6 separate regions of the Sus scrofa genome follow, and regions 1, 2, 4, 5 and 6 are each linked to region 3. Evidence: chromatin contacts called from public targeted proximity ligation data. All regions are on one chromosome and are shown on one strand. The core of a region is the stretch at or near the end of the contact, and the rest is flanking DNA. Distances in the headings are between cores, read along the strand shown.

Region 1 (2,854 bases), core at 102-2,601, 440 kb after region 3:
TAAAAAACAACTTAGAGAAAATGTAGGGTGTTTAACCTGAAATCGATGCTTCATAATTCAGCTGACCTTATGGGTAGTGGATATCTGACCATAGGGGCCTCTTGCTTTTCCAGGTCATTATGTCATGTCTTAGGTACAAAAGCCATTAGGGCAAGGGAGAAATTTTTATGGTCTGGTAAAGTATTTATAGGCACTTGTAAAAATTTACTTTAGACTTTAGGGGACTGTCGTCTTAGAGAGACTCCCCAAGTTTAACTGCTGCCCTCTAAGGGCCAATCTTACAGGCCAAGTTCAGAGTCTGTGAATACTTCCCTTCTGAAATGAAACCAAACCCACGCAGAGTTATGTGCTTAGTGTGGGAAGGAATGTGATGCCTCCATTCTCGGAACTTTCCCAGGACCCCCTGTCCTCAAACCTTAAAATCAACCTAAAAGAGTTCCTTTTCCCTGTGTAGACACTAACAATTTTTAAGAACACTGTTTCCTGTCCTATTCTAACTTATTTATATTTAATGTGCACATTTAATGCTTGTTAAAACACACCATCATGGCCCATCTTTGGATGTATAAGCATGCACTTAAGAATTCCACTAAAAAAAGAAACTAACATTTTATAATAGGAGAAGGGAACATACAAATCCAAGAATATTCATTTGGACTAACTGTGCAGAAATCAAGAAGAGTAAATGGCATAGTCAAAGCTATTTGAAATATAAGACTCTTTCGTTCAACAACTACTCTGGTGGCGGCGGGGGGTGGAGATTTAGGCTGATGAAGACAGTCATGCTCTTTGAAACTTACACTCTAGAAGAGAAAGCGAGTAAGAAATTCCCACATTATTCTTATCGTCATTGCCATTACCATCTATCATTGTGGTATACACTTTGAATTTGTCTAAATAAAACTGATTTTTTAGAAATTAAGTTATCATTGTTCTGGATGGAAATTGAGGTTACACCAGAGAGAGACTTGAAGCAGGTTCAAGGGTAGAACTGGGAGGTAGGGCAGAAAGGTAAAAAATTGGAGGAGAGCAATGAGGCAGTAGTAAAAGCCAGGACAGCATCACCAGTGTGATTTCAGAGATGGTCAACAAGATGGGGGACCAAGGCAACCAAGATTTAGGGGTGCTCCACGCTGTACCTGACACTGGGCTGAGATGTTTCCAGACACTCTATCATATGATTTCAGAAACATGACATTATTTAATTCTGCAAAGCAAGTAATAGTGCCTTCCTCTTTTACAAATAATGAAACTGAAAGATACAGAAATTGTGACTTGCCTAAGAGTACACCACTGGTAAGTGGCTGAGCTAGGACTCTAATTCAGGGCTGTGTCTCATGCCCAATCCAAGCTCTTAACCACATCTGGCTACTGTCCTCCCAAGCGATGAGCTTCATGGAAAGATCTGACCAGTCCTGTGCAACCTCTGCCTTCTTCCCTCTTTTTTAAGGTAAAACTGTCCCATTAGAGAATATTCGCTAACAAAGCTACTGTATTTGTCCCGTTACTCAGGAGTCCACATTAGCACCTTCAAATTCCATCTAAATCTGTCCAATTTGAAGAGACAGAGCAGCAAGAACATGGCCCATAGACAGTTGGAGAAATGTGTTTGGTCAGTAGGGGTGAGAATCAGGACCAATGCGAAGAAAGACATTTCCTAGGCTGATGGAAATAAGCAGTCAAGCCCTAGGACTTCAGGAGCTGAACAACACTTGATATCCAGATTTATGGCAACAGAAATGGCAAAAGTCTTGGGTCCAAGAATCATCACCAACTTAAAATAACCAGGAGGAGACAGAGAAAGAGAATACCTTATCTTGCTCATGGGTTGCTGAAGACTCACTTGCATTTGGGGGACCTGAGCTCCAGAAATATTCAAATGACATCTAAAAAACCATAAGCCTAGCACCCAGTCAGACACATTGAAAAAATGTATCTCCTGCACATAAAAATCAGAAGGCTTCTCAAATACAGAAAATACGACTGTCAAGGTTATTGTGAAAAATAAGCTCTAAGTGTAAATATATTTATTTTTGTTGTCAACACTAAGTCCTATTGGAAAACAAAAACTCACAAGCACAGTATAAGGGCTCTAAGTATTCAGAAAAAAAGTGTTGTTTTTTTTTAAGCATCAAAGTTTCACTGTTTCTACAGAGGGAGATTATAGCAGAAGGAGAGTCACAGTTGCATTCAGGGAGATCTGGAGGGAGGGCAGAAAGCTGATCGAGGAGGGGACTGGTGGAGAGTGACTCCATCCTAGTGAAAAGTATTTACAGCTCCACTGCTGCTGTGTTAGAGACAGCTGGTCAGCTGTGCAGGGGGTGAGGCTGGCGGAGAGAGGAGAGCAGGATTTACCGGGTATTAACCACAGTGCCAGACACCGTGCTAAGTTCTTGCCAGACATTATCTCACTTAATTTTCACAGCAGTGCTATGGTACCTGGGAGTATTATAATCCCTGAGGCTGATAGCCTCAAGTTACAGCTAAGAAACAAAGGCTCAAAGAACGTAACTGCCTTGCACTGGGTCGCAGAGCTGCTAAGTGCTAGAGGCTGGATATGAACCCATTGTCTGTGCCTTGTCAACTGGACCACCCCGATCAAGACTCTCTCTTATTTTGAGACTGTTTTCTGACATATGAAAGACAGAAATAATTCAGGACAAATACTAAAGGCAAAGATGGGTCACTGGGGCCTGAACTTCAAGGTCATGAGGAAATAACTGAGCTGCTCTCTGGTGTGTGTTTCACTGAGTCGGCCACGCACGGAGTCAGCAGTGTTAAGTCACAGGTATCATTGCCCTGGAGGACCAGGCCTGTTTTCACATCTTCCTAGTGACTTCTACGAGGTCCCCAC
Region 2 (2,700 bases), core at 157-2,656, 370 kb after region 3:
TCAGCCTGATACAAGAGAAAAAGAAAAAGAACAAAGGAGCAAGGAGGCTTTGACACACCCCCAGGAGTAGAAGGAGGAGCTTACCAGGTGCTTTCCCCACCTGTTCATGAAGCCTCACACCTTATGGTGTTGGGGAGCCTCCAAGTATTGGATCTGAACAGGCTTTAAAGTAGAAGCAAAGAAATCACCAGGCAAATGGGTTCCCTTAGAGATTTCATATTCTGATGGGTGGTTTAACCTCTCAGTAGGCTTAGTCCTTACAAAGAATCTGGAAAAGAAGAGGGGCCACTGTCTGTGGCCAGGGTACCAAGTATCAAGTGAGAGTTCAGTCTCCGTGGTTATCTAAGCCGCTCAGTGGCAGCGCAGGGGCCCTCCCTGCACCCCTTGAGGAAGGTCCCTCTCTACTGAGTGTTTCTGCAGAAGTTCCTGTTGGAAAAGAAGAGCACCCCTCCCACACTATTCTATGTCTATGTGAAAATGAACATTTCATAGGCGTCACACCTTAAGGTCCTGAGGATAACCGCAGTTGACAAGAGATTTCAGACAGATTTCAAAGGTAATGGGGGTTAGAACTAAATGTCGCACAGTTTTCTACTGAGTTTTCATCCTGCTTACTTTCTCCTCAGTTAAGAAAACCTCCTGGAACATGAGCTGCCTTTTCTCATAATTTTAGCAGCCCATGATTTCAGTATCATGAGTCAGTGCCAGGTGGTATACATATGTGTGTGTATAAATGAACAAAGAAATTATAAAATGGTAGGAATCATGTGCCTTGTTGGTTATTGATTCTAAGGGTTCTTGCAGCTTATCTGGCTGCAAGGAGTTCAGATAGGTCTGATATTTTATGTCCCTCTGTCAACCATCTATTCCACCCTTGAGTAGACTTTGGCCATAATTTTATATCCTCTTGCTCCTCCTTATAATTTCCTACTAACCTATAGTTTCTTGGGGAGGGATCTTTCCTCACTCTTCCTACTGTTCCTAAATCCCTAGATGTCCCTAATGCGTAGGTTCTTAAATGTTAGGGACATATAACTTGAGATCAGATAAACTGATCACATCACACACAATGGCAAAGCTTAATAATTCTCCATCCATTTCCCAAGTGTCAGGAGAGCACTGAGTGTAAAGCACCTACGCTGAGAAATGTTCACAACAACAAAAATCATACTGCTCTAAAACTGATTTTACCCAACAAAGACATTTGAACTGGAAACGGAGAAAGCAGCCGTTGACATCTGGGAACTTGTGTGACACCTACAGGTAGACGGCAGGGTGGTCGAAGATGCCAGACCATCTTGTGCTCCAGCTGGACGGGTAACGAATCTCATGGGACACCAGCATCAGATAAGGGCATTCTGTGACTGATGAAGCAAGCCAAAACAGGCCATTTCATAGTTTTGCCCAGACTAAAACAAAGTCACTGTGCAAACCACAAAATACTAAACATCCCCTTTTTGGCGTCATATGAGTGACGGCTGCTTCTTTCACGCATTACAACATCAGTCTCCATTGAGTTTGCCCTCCATAGACAGGAGATTTAAGATGCCCAGTCATTAAATTATCCCCCTTCCAGAGAGCGACCAAGCTAGAGTAAAGCCTTGCTTCCCTGGACCCATCCAAACCCTGCCCTAACCAAAACCCAAATCTTCCAAGTCCTTTTTGACATCCTTTGATTGAGATGCCTCCTGGGTCCTCATGGGATGCGTCCTGCCTCACTGCAAGGAGTTATAAGAGTGATAAACCTGCCTTGCTCCACCACAGGCATTCCCCTGGCCGTTGACAAAGCTGCAAGAAGTGACTCTTGCAGCTGTGAAGTGACCAGAAAGGGTGATGTGGCTAAAACAAGAGGGAGGTTTCCCTGGTGAGGGTGGGCAAGGATGCTTCCTTTAAACATTCCGATTCCAAAGAAGCATTGAGGAGTTCCCGTCATGGCTCAGCGGTTAACGAACCTGACCAGTATCCATGAGGTTGCGGGTTCAATTCCTGACTTTGATCAGTGGATTAAGTATCTGGTGTTGCTGTGAGCTGTGGGGTAGGTCACAGACACAGCTTGGATCCTGCATTGCTGTGGCTGTGGTGTCAGCTGGCAGCTATAGCTCCTATTCGACCCATAACCTGGAAACCTCCATATGCCGAGGTTTTGCCTAAAAAGACAAAAAAAAAAAAAAAAAAAAGGAAAACAAACAAACAAAGAAGCATTGAGAACTTCCCCTCACTCAGTCTTTCTCTCTTGCATGTAGTCTTGTATTGAGGCACCCACACACTGACTCATGAGTGGGGAGGCTTTGTGGTTTAACCTGACTTTTAATCCCATATCTCATTTTAGGCTGGCTCAGCGGCTGTTTGCTATTGTTGGCGAGTCGAGTACGGTTGACCTCCTGGGTTCTGAGCGTGGGAAAGTAAGAGTTCCAAGGGCACCAGTTCAAGGGTGGTGTAGACAGGCAATCTGGCATCTCAATATCGTTAGAGAAATGAATTGAGACAGGATGACAGTAAACGTGGAAGTTAGAGGCAGTGTCTCTGAGGAAACAGGTTTACAAACCATCATCCCAAACTGAGGGAAGTTATTCTAAAACACAAGGGCAATGCTTCATTTTCTACGGGTGTTTGGTTTCTGGAAATCTGTTACTTAGGTAACGACACTACCTCAGAGAAATTAGTTTATTTTCACAAGTTGTGCCTCAACATTTGTCAGAA
Region 3 (2,700 bases), core at 120-2,619:
TCACAAAGTGGACAACAACAGCCAAAAATGTCAGCCTGTTGTCCAAGGGTCAAGACGTTGCCAAGGCGGGACCACGTCTAATTCATGTGTTTGTTCTCATCACCTGGCACTAGCATTTGGCACATAATGCAGGTTCAGCAAATGCTTTCGAGTGAATAAATGGGAGTAGAGAACCAAGGCAAGGAGGTGAGGATTCCTTTGAAGGTTGAGAAGTTGCAGTTGGTGGCAATGTGCTATCAAGCTCTGGTTTAAAGTAAACACATCCTACCCCCCCACACCCCACCCCCGCTGCTTTTTGGCCGCCCCAGGCGAGGGATCAGACCTGACCCCCTGCTTTTTGGCTTCCCCAGGCCAGGGATCAGACTTGAGCTGCAGCTTCAAACTGCGCCTGCAGCTGTGGCAATGCCAGATCCTTTCACCTACTGTGTTAGGCCGGGGATCGAACCTGCGTCCTTGGCAATGTCTGGAGGAGTTTTCGGTTGTCACCACTTGCCAGGAGGGTTTCTGGCATCTAATAAGAGGTGAGGGACGCTGCTCCACACACTGCAAAGCACAGGACAGCCCTGTGACCAAGAACCAGCCAGCCCTGAACGTCAGTGGTGCTGAGGTTGAGAAATGGTGGTTTAAAGCTTAAATCACCCATTTAAGCTTAAAGCAGAAAAAGCCTGAATCAAACTTCTTGAGTTAGGAGAGCATCTGATCCCCTTTGGTATCAGAGCTTCTTTTTTTTTCTTTTTTTTGTCTTTTTGGCTTTTCTAGGGCCGCTTCCTGTGGCATATGGAGGTTCCCAGGCTAGGGGTCGAATCGGAGCTGTAGCCGCCGGCCTACACCACAGCCATAGCAACGCAGGATCTGAGCTGCATCTGCAACCTACACCACAGCTCATGGCAACGCCAGATCCTTAGCCCACTGAGCAAGGCCAGGGATTGAACCTGCAACCTCATGGTTCCTAGTTGGATTCGGTAACCACTGCGCCATGATGGGAACTCCTATCAGAGCTTCTCCTCGTCACTTTGTGCAAACCCCCTAACCCCCTGCAGACACTGGGCTCCCTTACACCCTACAAACTGAATACCCTCCTTCCTGCCAACTGAGCAAATCCCTCTGACTTGGGGACAGGGTGTTTCAAAGTTCCAGCCCGAAGAGTGGTTGTATTGGCACAAGAAGAAAAGTGAACCAACAGACTTTTCTCCCCTATACGTAAAGTAATTCAAGACTCAGCAAAATAATGAAACATATGGCTTTGCCATCAGAATGATGAGTTCATATTTCTTGTCTTTTCATCACTTTGTTTTAGGAAGACAGGGTAAGAAAAACCTGGGCTCTCGTTAGCTAACTTTTGAATCACCAGCAGAGGGCAGGCATTGCTTACCTAAAGGAAAACACAGTTCCCTCGGCGGTCAAGTACGCCCACGTAGGCAATGCCAGGACCTGCAGGAACCCACAGATTGATAAACTACCTCTCCTGGTCATTTTCTCCCTCCACGTCATAAGTGACGTGATTGAAGTTGTCTTGTGCTGCTATAATTCTATATCAGGGAAGATTTGATTTCTCCTCTTTTATGGAGACAACTATGTTGAGGTGATTTGAAAATCTTTCTTGGAGTTCTCGTCGTGGTTCAGTGGTTAATGAATCTGACTAGGAACCATGAGGTTGCGGGTTCGATCCCTGGCCTTGCTCAGTGGGTTAAGGATCCGGTGTTGCTGTGAGCTGTGGTGTAGGTTGCAGACTGGGCTTGGATCCCGAGTTGCTGTGGCTGTGATGTAGGCTGATAGCTACAGCTTCGATTAGACCCCTAGGCTGGAACCTCCATATGCTGCGGGAGCAGCCCAAGAAATGGCAAAGAGACAAAAAAAAAAAAAAAAAAATTCCACATTGAAAATAATGTATAAGCATCGAAGACAAGTAGAAAAAAATATAAAAACACAATGGAAATATTCACCTCCCAGAGATGATCACTGTTCATTTGATTTTTGGTGCTTTTTCTTGGTATCTCCTTTCCATTAATCCTTCTGAAATGTATCTGGAGCAGTGACATAGGAGGGTCTTTGACATACTGAGAAATGTATGAACCTGGAGTTCCTGTCGTGGCTCAGAGGAAATGAATCTAACTAGTATCCATGAGGACGCAGGTTCAGTCCCTGGCCTTGCTCAGTGGATTAGGGATCCAGCATTTCATTGCTGTGAGCTGTGGTGTAGGTCTCAGATCTGGCCCATGGTGCAGGTTGTGGCTACAGCTCTGATTCAGTCCCTAGCCTGGGAACATCCACGTGCTACGTGTGTGGCCCTAAAAAGACCAAAAAAAAAAAAAAAAAAAGAGAGAGAAAGAGAGAGAGAGAGAGAGAGAGAGAGAGAGAGAGAGAGAGAGAGAAATGTATGAACATGCTGTGTTTTCTTGTCTCTGTGTCTTTGCTCACCCCGCTCAATTGGAGACTCTTTTTCTAGTTTCTGAAAATCCACATCCAAGATTGTCTTCGAGGTCAAGCTCAAATATCTTGCTTGATTCTCCCCAGCAGGAATTGATTTATTTTCTCTGTATTTTGGGGGTCACTGTGTTTACGACTCTCATGGCCATTACCATGATCTTATTATGATTTGTATGTACAGGAGAATCTTCCTCCTACGTAGGTCTAAATCTTTTGAATGTGAGAATCTCACTTCATCTTTCTGCTTTCCATAGTGTGACACAGGGTGATCCC
Region 4 (2,700 bases), core at 67-2,566, 470 kb after region 3:
AAGGATTTCTATTTATCTTTATAAAAGAAAGCTCAAAGATCACCTTCACGAAGGTGCCCTGACTCAGCCAAGCCTCACCGCTCCCTTCCTTCATGAGCTGCCCAAAGTAATCTGCACACACTTCAATTAAAGAGCTGATAACAATTTCACTGCAATTTTTGAATTAAACATCTCTCCCACTTCAAAGACTTCAAGGACTATGTCTCCTTCCTCTTTGTTACAAAGTACCTGGCACACTTGACATGCAATCAGTACACAGTTAATATTTGTTGAGTGAACAAGTGAAGAAATATATAAATAAAATATTTTTCTAACACGTAGATTTTCAAGCTTTATAAAAATTACAGTCAAGATGCTTATATTTAATGCTTCTCTAAAAAGATGTTTCACATATATCTCACATTGCAACGACCATGTAGTACTGCTAATTCTAATTTTTGCCCCTTGTGTAGGCTTGAAAACTTAAAATTCCAACTTCACAGAAAATGGTAAAGTTGGAAGAATTTTGGGATGGATGGTGGTTTATTATTTATGTGCCAAATGCACATTTTGAAGCATAACATCTTTGGCCATAGGCTTTGTCCACTGACACCAGAACATTCCATGAAATGACATTTCAAATAAACAGTTTCATGTCCAGTAAACCACAAACACAAAAAAGCATTCAACAGCATTTCACAGCAAATAGCCTTCTGTTGACAGTTACTTAGGAATGACTGATTTTATTTGCAAAGCACAGATACCTCTTCTGTTAGATTAACTGAATATGGTTTTAGCTGATGGCTTGGGCAAAAGAGTGAATCTACAATGAGTAGTGAAAGAAGTGAACAAAGGGGAAGAGACGTGAAGGATGACTCTTAGAACAATATTCCTAAATATCAGAAAGTCCCACTGGACCAACACTTCAAATTAACAAGCCCCACTGAGGGACTTTGACATGCATTCTGCATGACATATTGTCCAAGGAACAGCAGCCAAAAGGAGTCTCACTTTTCTTGGAAAAATAGATTGCCATAGAGAGTTCATATGTCACCAACCAAATAGTTTGGGCTCAATGTAATTAAGTAATATAATTATGAACCCATTTTGTGGCCTCTAGCCCAAAGTCCTATTTCTTACTCAAGTATGTCAGAAGTTTCATCTAGAATGCATATGTCTATGTCAGATCTAGTTTTTCATATTAAAACACATGGACAATCTACAAAAAGAACTTGACAATCTAATTCTAATTTTAAAATTAAAGAGTAAGACTTAGTGAGTGCAATCGCAGGATATGAGGTATCTCGTGGGTTCTGTGCATTCAGCGTAAGTAGGAAGTGGAAGCAGGAAGTGTGCACTTAGCGAGTAGGAAGTGGAAGCAGGAAGTGACCAGGAGAAATTCAGACTCTTACAAATTTAGTATGAAAGTGGAAAACAAGTGAAGGAGGTCAGTGGATTTCCATCATACAAGGGGTGGTGACTTAAATAATAAAGGGAAAGGATATATAGGGATATCATAGCAGCTGGCCCTGGAGTTATATCAGTACAACTAATACATTGAGTTAGAAGGCAAAGCAATCACTAAGTGGGTGGGAGTTAAAAATATAGATGTATTATATATATAATATATATTATATACACACATTTCATATATATACATACATATATAATACATATAATCCTCTCCTACATAAAAAATATGGTACTGTCAGAGTCATGCTTAGTAAATGACAAAAGTTAAAATTTATGGAGTATTAGGATTGGGTTAGGCACTGTTTTAATTATTAAGGGAATTGATTATTTAATTTTCAAATCAACATTATGAGATAGGAACTATTATTACCTCCAATTCACAGATGAGAAAACAGCCACAAAAAGGCAAAGTAACCTGCTTAAGACCACCTGCTACTAAATTGCAGAGCTGGGATTTGAACCCAGACAGTCTGGTTTCAGAGGTTTTGTTTTGCTTTTTTTTTTTTTTACAGTATGCCATGCTGCCTCTTAACACCTACTCAAAAGAAATATTCCTCTTTATTTTAGAGTTTTATTCATGTTTATATAGCTTTTCAGAACGCTATCGGAGAGTTAAGCCCTGAATTGATGGAGACAGATTACTAGCTATCAAAAGCAACTGAAGTCAATGTACTTTCAGAGCTGGAAAAAGATACTCAATTCACCTTTGCATGCTGTTTGACATTTACTCATGCAATTGAATTCAACTCAATTAACAGTGATTTAGGGTCCCATGCTGAGTACTAAAGAAGTAAGATTCCAAGCCTAGAGAGGCACAATTTTTATTCCAATCTAGAGTGGATAAAATACTCTGGAAGCTAGCAGTTGAACAGAAATGGAGAAAACAAAGTCCAGGGAGTTCAAATGACCTTCCAGGGGCCAAAAAAGTAATTTGTGGCATAGAATGACCTAAAAATCCCACTGAGATGGGTCCAGCTCTCCTTTTACACTACCACTCTGCCTGCAGTCAAGCTGGTGGGAACCCATTAAAATAAAATTAACTTTCAAATAAATATCTGTGTCCTAGGAAGAGGAAAATGGTACCTGCCTGCTTCATCTCTAGGGCCCACTTCATTCTGGAATGAAGTTATGACAGAGAGAACAGATAGCCACAGGAATACTTTTTTTAAAGGGAGAGGAGGAAAGAATTCACATACAGAGTCTCCCAGATCTTCCCTGAAGGACTGAGTGTTTTTCGGTTTTATTTGG
Region 5 (2,770 bases), core at 163-2,662, 490 kb after region 3:
ATATGGCTTAAAGACTTAAACATAAGACAAGACACCATAAAACTCCTAGAGGAGAACATAGACAAAACATTCTCTGACATCATCCCCCATACAAATGCTTCCTTAGGTCAATCTCCCAAGGCAACAGAAATAAAAACAAAAATAAACAAATGGGACCTACTCAAACTTACACACTTTTGCACAGCAAAGGAAACCATAAAAAAACACAAAAAGACAACCTACGGTATGAGATAAAATACTTTCAAATGATGCACAGACAAGGGCTTAATCTCTGAAATATACAAACAACTTACACAACTCAACAACAAAAAAAACCAACAACCCAATTGAAAAATGGGCAAAAGACCTGAATAGACATTTCTCCAAAGAAGGCATACTGATGGCCAACAGACACATGACACATGAAAAAATGCTCAACATCACTAATTATTAGAGAAATGCAAATCAAAACTACTATGAGGTACCACCTCACACAGGTCAAAATGGCCATCATTAACAAATCAACAAATAAAAAGTGCTGGAGAGGGTGTGGAGAAAAGGGTACGCTCCATGACTGCTGGTGGGAATGTAAATTGGTACAACTAGTGTGGAACACAGTATGGAGGTACCTCAGAAAACTAAATATAGAACTACCATATGATCCAGCAATCCCACTCCTGGGCATATACCCAGATAAAACTTTCACTGAAAAAGATACATGCACCCCTATGTTCTAGCAGCACTATTCACAGTAGCCAAGACATGGAAACAACCTAAATGTCCATCAATGGATGAATGGATTAAGAAGATGTGGTATATATACACAATGGAATACTACTTAGCCATAAAAAACAAAATGCCATTTGCAGCAACATGGATGGAACCAGAGACTCTCATACTAAGTGAAGTAAGTCAGAAAGAGAAAGAAATATACCATATAATATCACATATCTGGAATCTAATACATGGCACAAATGAACTTATCTTCAGAAAGGAAACAAACTCATAGACTTTGAGAACAGACTTGTGGTTGCCAAGGGGGAGAGAGAGGGGGAGGGAGTTGGATGGACAGGGAGTTTGGGCTTAATAAACGCCAAATATTGAATTGGAGTGGATAAAAATGAGATCCTGCTGTATAGCACAGGGAACTAAGCCACTTGTGATAGAATATGATGGAGGATAGTGAGAAAAAGAATGTGTGTGTGTGTGTGTGTGTGTGTGTGTGTATACACATAAAATATATAGTTAGGTCACTTTGTTGTACAGCAGAAATTGGCAGAACATTATAAATTAAGTATGATAAAAAAATTTTTTTAAAGTTTCCCATTCCTGACTCATTGTACTTCTAATGGGGAGAGGACAGAAGCCTGCCTTCCATCCCCATCCCTGGGCTGAGAAACACACTATTGTTGTGGTCTGTGCACATGAATCAGAAGAAGAATTTCTTCACCCAAAGCAGGGTGAAGAGAAAGAAGAGTTTCTTGAGCTAAGAGATGCTGCTTGTGCAGGAGGATGACTTTCTGATGGGAAGGGAGAGCAGACCCAGGGCATGTGGTCCTGTCTGTTTTTATAGCCCAGGAGAGACGAGAGGTCTTATGATACATCTGCTGACCTCCTGATTGGCTGGGAAAAGATAGGCTCTTCCTATCCACTTGCTGGTTAGTTGGGGGTGTACATTGCCCCTATAGGGGAGGACTGAGGAGTGGGCCACATACTTTTCCTAGTAGGGGGCAAGAAGAGGAGGCCAGGTTGCCAAGGTTGGGGAAGGGACATTACAATGCTTGGTCAGAGGCTTTGAATTTCATCTCCTTGAAGAGGCCTTGAGGCCCCACAACTACCTCTCTTAGTGGCATTTACTTCCTTCACATGTGTTCTCCCAAGACTTGAAATATGGTAGAGAATCAACAAATCTACAGTTGATTTGTTTTTATTTAGTAACAAAACTTGACTCAGAATCAAGCTAGTTCAGTTCCTTAAGATATTCATTTTTGTGATCATAACACAATAAAAACAAATTTCCAATTAATTCCTTTGACTTTTACAATTTAGTCACATAAACCCATGAAAGACATTTACTCTCAGAGTTCCCTGGTGGTCTAGTGGTTAAAGATTTGGTGTTTTCATTGCTGTGGCTCGGGTTGGTGCTTTGGCTCGGGTTCAGTCTCTGACCCAGGAACCTCCGCATGTTTATTCTCTACTAAATATGATGTAACTCCCTTTCTCTCAAATGATGAGTATAAACAACCAACACATTAAAAAAAGATTAACCTTCTGAACTCTTTGAAGGTCAGAACCATAGAGAGCTATAGGTAAGAAATTAGGACCAGAAATAAAATCACATCTCAAAGTAAATCATGAGACTTTAACATGGCACAGCAAATTCACATCTTCATGAGCCTCCTCTGTTCCAAACATGTGGCAATTAGAGATGAAATATAAACAGGGAGAACCAAAAGGTTGTAATTTGGCTCCAAAAAACCAGATAAACATCCCTGTGGACTAGAAATGGATTAGAATCACAAGGCAATGAGTAGATCTGAAGCCAGGGCTGCAGGGCGCCAGATGAGGAAGCCAGCCATGATTGCTGGGCACTCTGTTCCTATACGGAGACAGAATTTAAAGTTCAGAATTTAAAATTCACTTCACTGGAGATAGGAGAATCTAAGCCAGACTAACTGTATGAAAGCGAGCAAGAGGGTGGAGCTCAAGAGAGGTGGCTGGAAACAAAAGGAACATGCCAGGAGGTAAAGCTTTATGAAACATTTGAGCCTGTGCAGGAGAACTGGACAAA
Region 6 (2,850 bases), core at 290-2,789, 350 kb after region 3:
CAAGGTCCAGCCAACAGACCCTAACCACCCCACCCTCGCCTCTGCTTCTGTACATTTGCTTCTGCATCAGCAATCCTGCTTGTACCGACTCAACCATCCTGATCCTGCCTATACCCACTCCGGTCTGTTCCACCAAGCATAGACCCAGAAGAGCTAGCCCATAAAAGTCTTGTGAAGCCCTTCCTCAGGGCTCAGACCCCAGAGAGAGAGAGATCTCCTCTGGGCCTGCCGGCGTAATAAACCTGAGTTCTCCAACTCCCTGAGTGCTTGCTTGCTTGCTTGCAGGGTGGTAGAGCTGTTGGAGCTGATACACAGTGGCTGCGGAGCTGCTGTATAATGGCCGTAACCCTGTGTGTCCCTACATATGGCTCTTGGTATGTGAAGCCCCCATTCCCACAGTCAGATCTTTCAGCGGACTTCTGGGTAACTTTGCTGACTTAAATGTCACCTCTTCTTGGAAGCTTTCCCAGATCCTCTGAGGCCAGACTCAGTGCTCCTTTCCTGTGTCCCTACAGTGCCCTGCACTTTTAATAAGAAGGCAGTCAGGACACTTTTTTTATAGTTGTCTCTTTGTGTATCTATGCCTCCTAGTAAATATAAGCTCCAGAAGTAGGCACTGTTTCTTTTTTTTTTTTTTTTTTGTCTTTTTTGCCATTTCTTGGGCTGCTCCCATGGCATATGGAAGGATGTGGAAGTTCCCAGACTAGGGGTCGAATCGGAGCTGTAGCCGCCGGCCTACACCAGAGCCACAGCAACACGAGATCCGAGCTGCGTCTGCAACCTACACCACAGCTCACAGCAACGCCGGATACTTAACCCACCGAGCAAGGCCAGGGATCAAACTCGAAACCTCATGGTTCCTAGTCGGATTCATTAACCACTGAGCCACGATGGGAACTCCAAGTAGGCACTGTTTCTATCTTGACTTTTGTTGGATTTTATTTCTACCCGAGTGTTTAGTGAAAAAAAATCAAAAAAATGAAAATGATGTTAAATACTTCTGAATGAGGAAGCGTACTTTGCAGGGGCTGGGAGGCAAGAAGAAAGTGAAGCGGCACAGTCAGGTGAAGAGATGAGCAAAACGGCAAAATAAGGAGGTCTAGGAGGGTGAGCTTCCTGGGGACTCTAGCTCACACTGTCCAGCACTAAAAATGCAGGATTTTTCTGTAGTCGAATAAAGACAACGGGAGTGGAAAGAGAAGACTTGTTTTGGGGTAGTCTTTCTGGGACTATCTGGGATAACTGCCCAGAGTCTATGATGGACCAGACAAGATGCCAGTCTGCTTTGAGAGCGAGCAAGAGAGAACAGAGAAAAGAGAACAGGGAGGGTTGTGAGGCCCCCCCCTCTTGTCTCGTTCAGGATATTTGCCAAGAATAAGCCAACTGTTTCACTGTCTCCCTTGGAAAGTGAGCAGCCTGAGCTCAGGTACCAGGCAGCAGCATGTTACTCAGTGCCTTCCCACACCCAGAGGACTGACGGCGTTAACCTGCACTCTTGAATATAACTCAGGCTCTCCGCTGACTGGCGAGTGATGAAACAGGAGCTGAAGCAATTTATCGTTTCAAGATGATGGCAGCTGGCAGACAGTGCTGGTGAGAAGTGGAGTGGCTCATTTTGAGCAAGCGATGTCAAAAAAAAAAGAGGTTCTGCTGAGCCGCTGGCCCTCTGAATCATGGCTGCAGACATCTGGGGTGTCCTTGTCACGTAGGGGAACTGAGATGGGGGCTATCACCCTCCCCTGGGGAGGCTATAATAATTCACAGGAGAGAATAGTTACGGAAGGATGAAGCAGCGGGGAAAGAAAGCTTCATGGAGACCCTGGCACTTGTGCCAGGGCCTTGAAGCCTTAGCTTCTAGGGGGGAAAAAGAGAGAGCTTTCCTCATGAGAATTTCTCCCAATACTTTGGGAAAAAGGCATGGAAGAGGATATGAACACAGTATGCTCAGGGAATAGCGATCAGAGCAGCTTGCCTGGAGAGGCCAGCTCCCATTGTAGAATATTGGAAGTTAAGACAGGACAAAAAGACCCTGCAGTGTTCTACAGGTAAGATCAATGGCTCACTTACCCAGCTTCAAAAGGCTGCAACTAGCTATTTTTTATGTTGGAAAAGAAGTCCAATAATTTGTATCACTTGCTGCTATGAATCTGATAAAAAGCCTTTCCCGAAGACGGTAACAAATGGCCACAGGAGCCCTGTGCTCAAGCTGCAGTTCGGTAACACACTGCCGGGAGAGTCAGACCAGATTGATTTTGTTGGGCCGCTCGGCTGCTGTCTATACAGAAGGCCCAGAGTCTCTGCCTCCTGCATGTGGTTCCATCTTATTCTGTTTTGTACAGCATTCGAGAGAGCCAGCTCTAGGAAGTGGACTGGGGTGGGCAAAGACATGAGGCACAGCTGCAGACCTGAAGAAGCTCAAGGGGAGAGGAGCGAGATGCTCTAATAACTCAGAGCCACGTGTCAAAGCAAAAGGTGAACAAGGACCCGGGAGTAAGAAATGGATGTGGAGCAACTGGAACGCTCATCCATTGCTGGCGGGAACCTTGAAGAACGGGACGGGGTCAAACCACTTAGGAAAGCAGTTTGGCAGTTTCTTACAAAGTTAAACATACCTCTCTCCTACAACCCAGCCAGTTCCACTCCCAAGGAGGGAAAAAACGTATATCTACCAAAAATATCTTCATAAGAATGTGCAGAGCTTTATGCATAAATACAAACAAAGCTGAAAAAAAAAGCAAAACGTGTCATTAACAGGAAAATGGATAAACAAATTGTGGACACAAAATGCTCAGCAATAAGAAAGAATGAACTAATGATAAATGCAACACGGATGAGCCTCAAAAACAGGAT

The links.
Region 1: a targeted proximity ligation map of alveolar macrophages shows a contact between it and region 3. A contact is called at or near these places in 1 of 47 Hi-C or Micro-C datasets (embryonic fibroblasts) and 1 of 2 datasets of targeted methods (alveolar macrophages).
Region 2: a contact with region 3 is called in a targeted proximity ligation map of alveolar macrophages. A contact is called at or near these places in 2 of 47 Hi-C or Micro-C datasets (brain and skeletal muscle) and 1 of 2 datasets of targeted methods (alveolar macrophages).
Region 4: a contact with region 3 is called in a targeted proximity ligation map of alveolar macrophages. A contact is called at or near these places in 1 of 47 Hi-C or Micro-C datasets (embryonic fibroblasts) and 1 of 2 datasets of targeted methods (alveolar macrophages).
Region 5: a contact with region 3 is called in a targeted proximity ligation map of alveolar macrophages. A contact is called at or near these places in 1 of 47 Hi-C or Micro-C datasets (embryonic fibroblasts) and 1 of 2 datasets of targeted methods (alveolar macrophages).
Region 6: a contact with region 3 is called in a targeted proximity ligation map of alveolar macrophages. A contact is called at or near these places in 1 of 47 Hi-C or Micro-C datasets (brain) and 1 of 2 datasets of targeted methods (alveolar macrophages).

The regions. Positions count from the first base shown.
Region 1 is chr4:39,608,435-39,611,288 of Sscrofa11.1, forward strand. The region is part of intron 5 of CPQ (carboxypeptidase Q); the gene reads right to left. Among named protein-coding and RNA genes, the nearest start is that of CPQ, 250 kb to the right of the region's middle.
Region 2 is chr4:39,540,650-39,543,349 of Sscrofa11.1, forward strand. The region is part of intron 7 of CPQ (carboxypeptidase Q); the gene reads right to left. Among named protein-coding and RNA genes, the nearest start is that of TSPYL5, 180 kb to the left of the region's middle.
Region 3 is chr4:39,171,917-39,174,616 of Sscrofa11.1, forward strand. No RefSeq gene overlaps it. Among named protein-coding and RNA genes, the nearest start is that of MTDH, 60 kb to the left of the region's middle.
Region 4 is chr4:39,638,340-39,641,039 of Sscrofa11.1, forward strand. The region is part of intron 4 of CPQ (carboxypeptidase Q); the gene reads right to left. Among named protein-coding and RNA genes, the nearest start is that of CPQ, 220 kb to the right of the region's middle.
Region 5 is chr4:39,660,784-39,663,553 of Sscrofa11.1, forward strand. The region is part of intron 3 of CPQ (carboxypeptidase Q); the gene reads right to left. Among named protein-coding and RNA genes, the nearest start is that of CPQ, 190 kb to the right of the region's middle.
Region 6 is chr4:39,522,807-39,525,656 of Sscrofa11.1, forward strand. All of the region lies in intron 7 of CPQ (carboxypeptidase Q), which reads right to left. Among named protein-coding and RNA genes, the nearest start is that of TSPYL5, 160 kb to the left of the region's middle.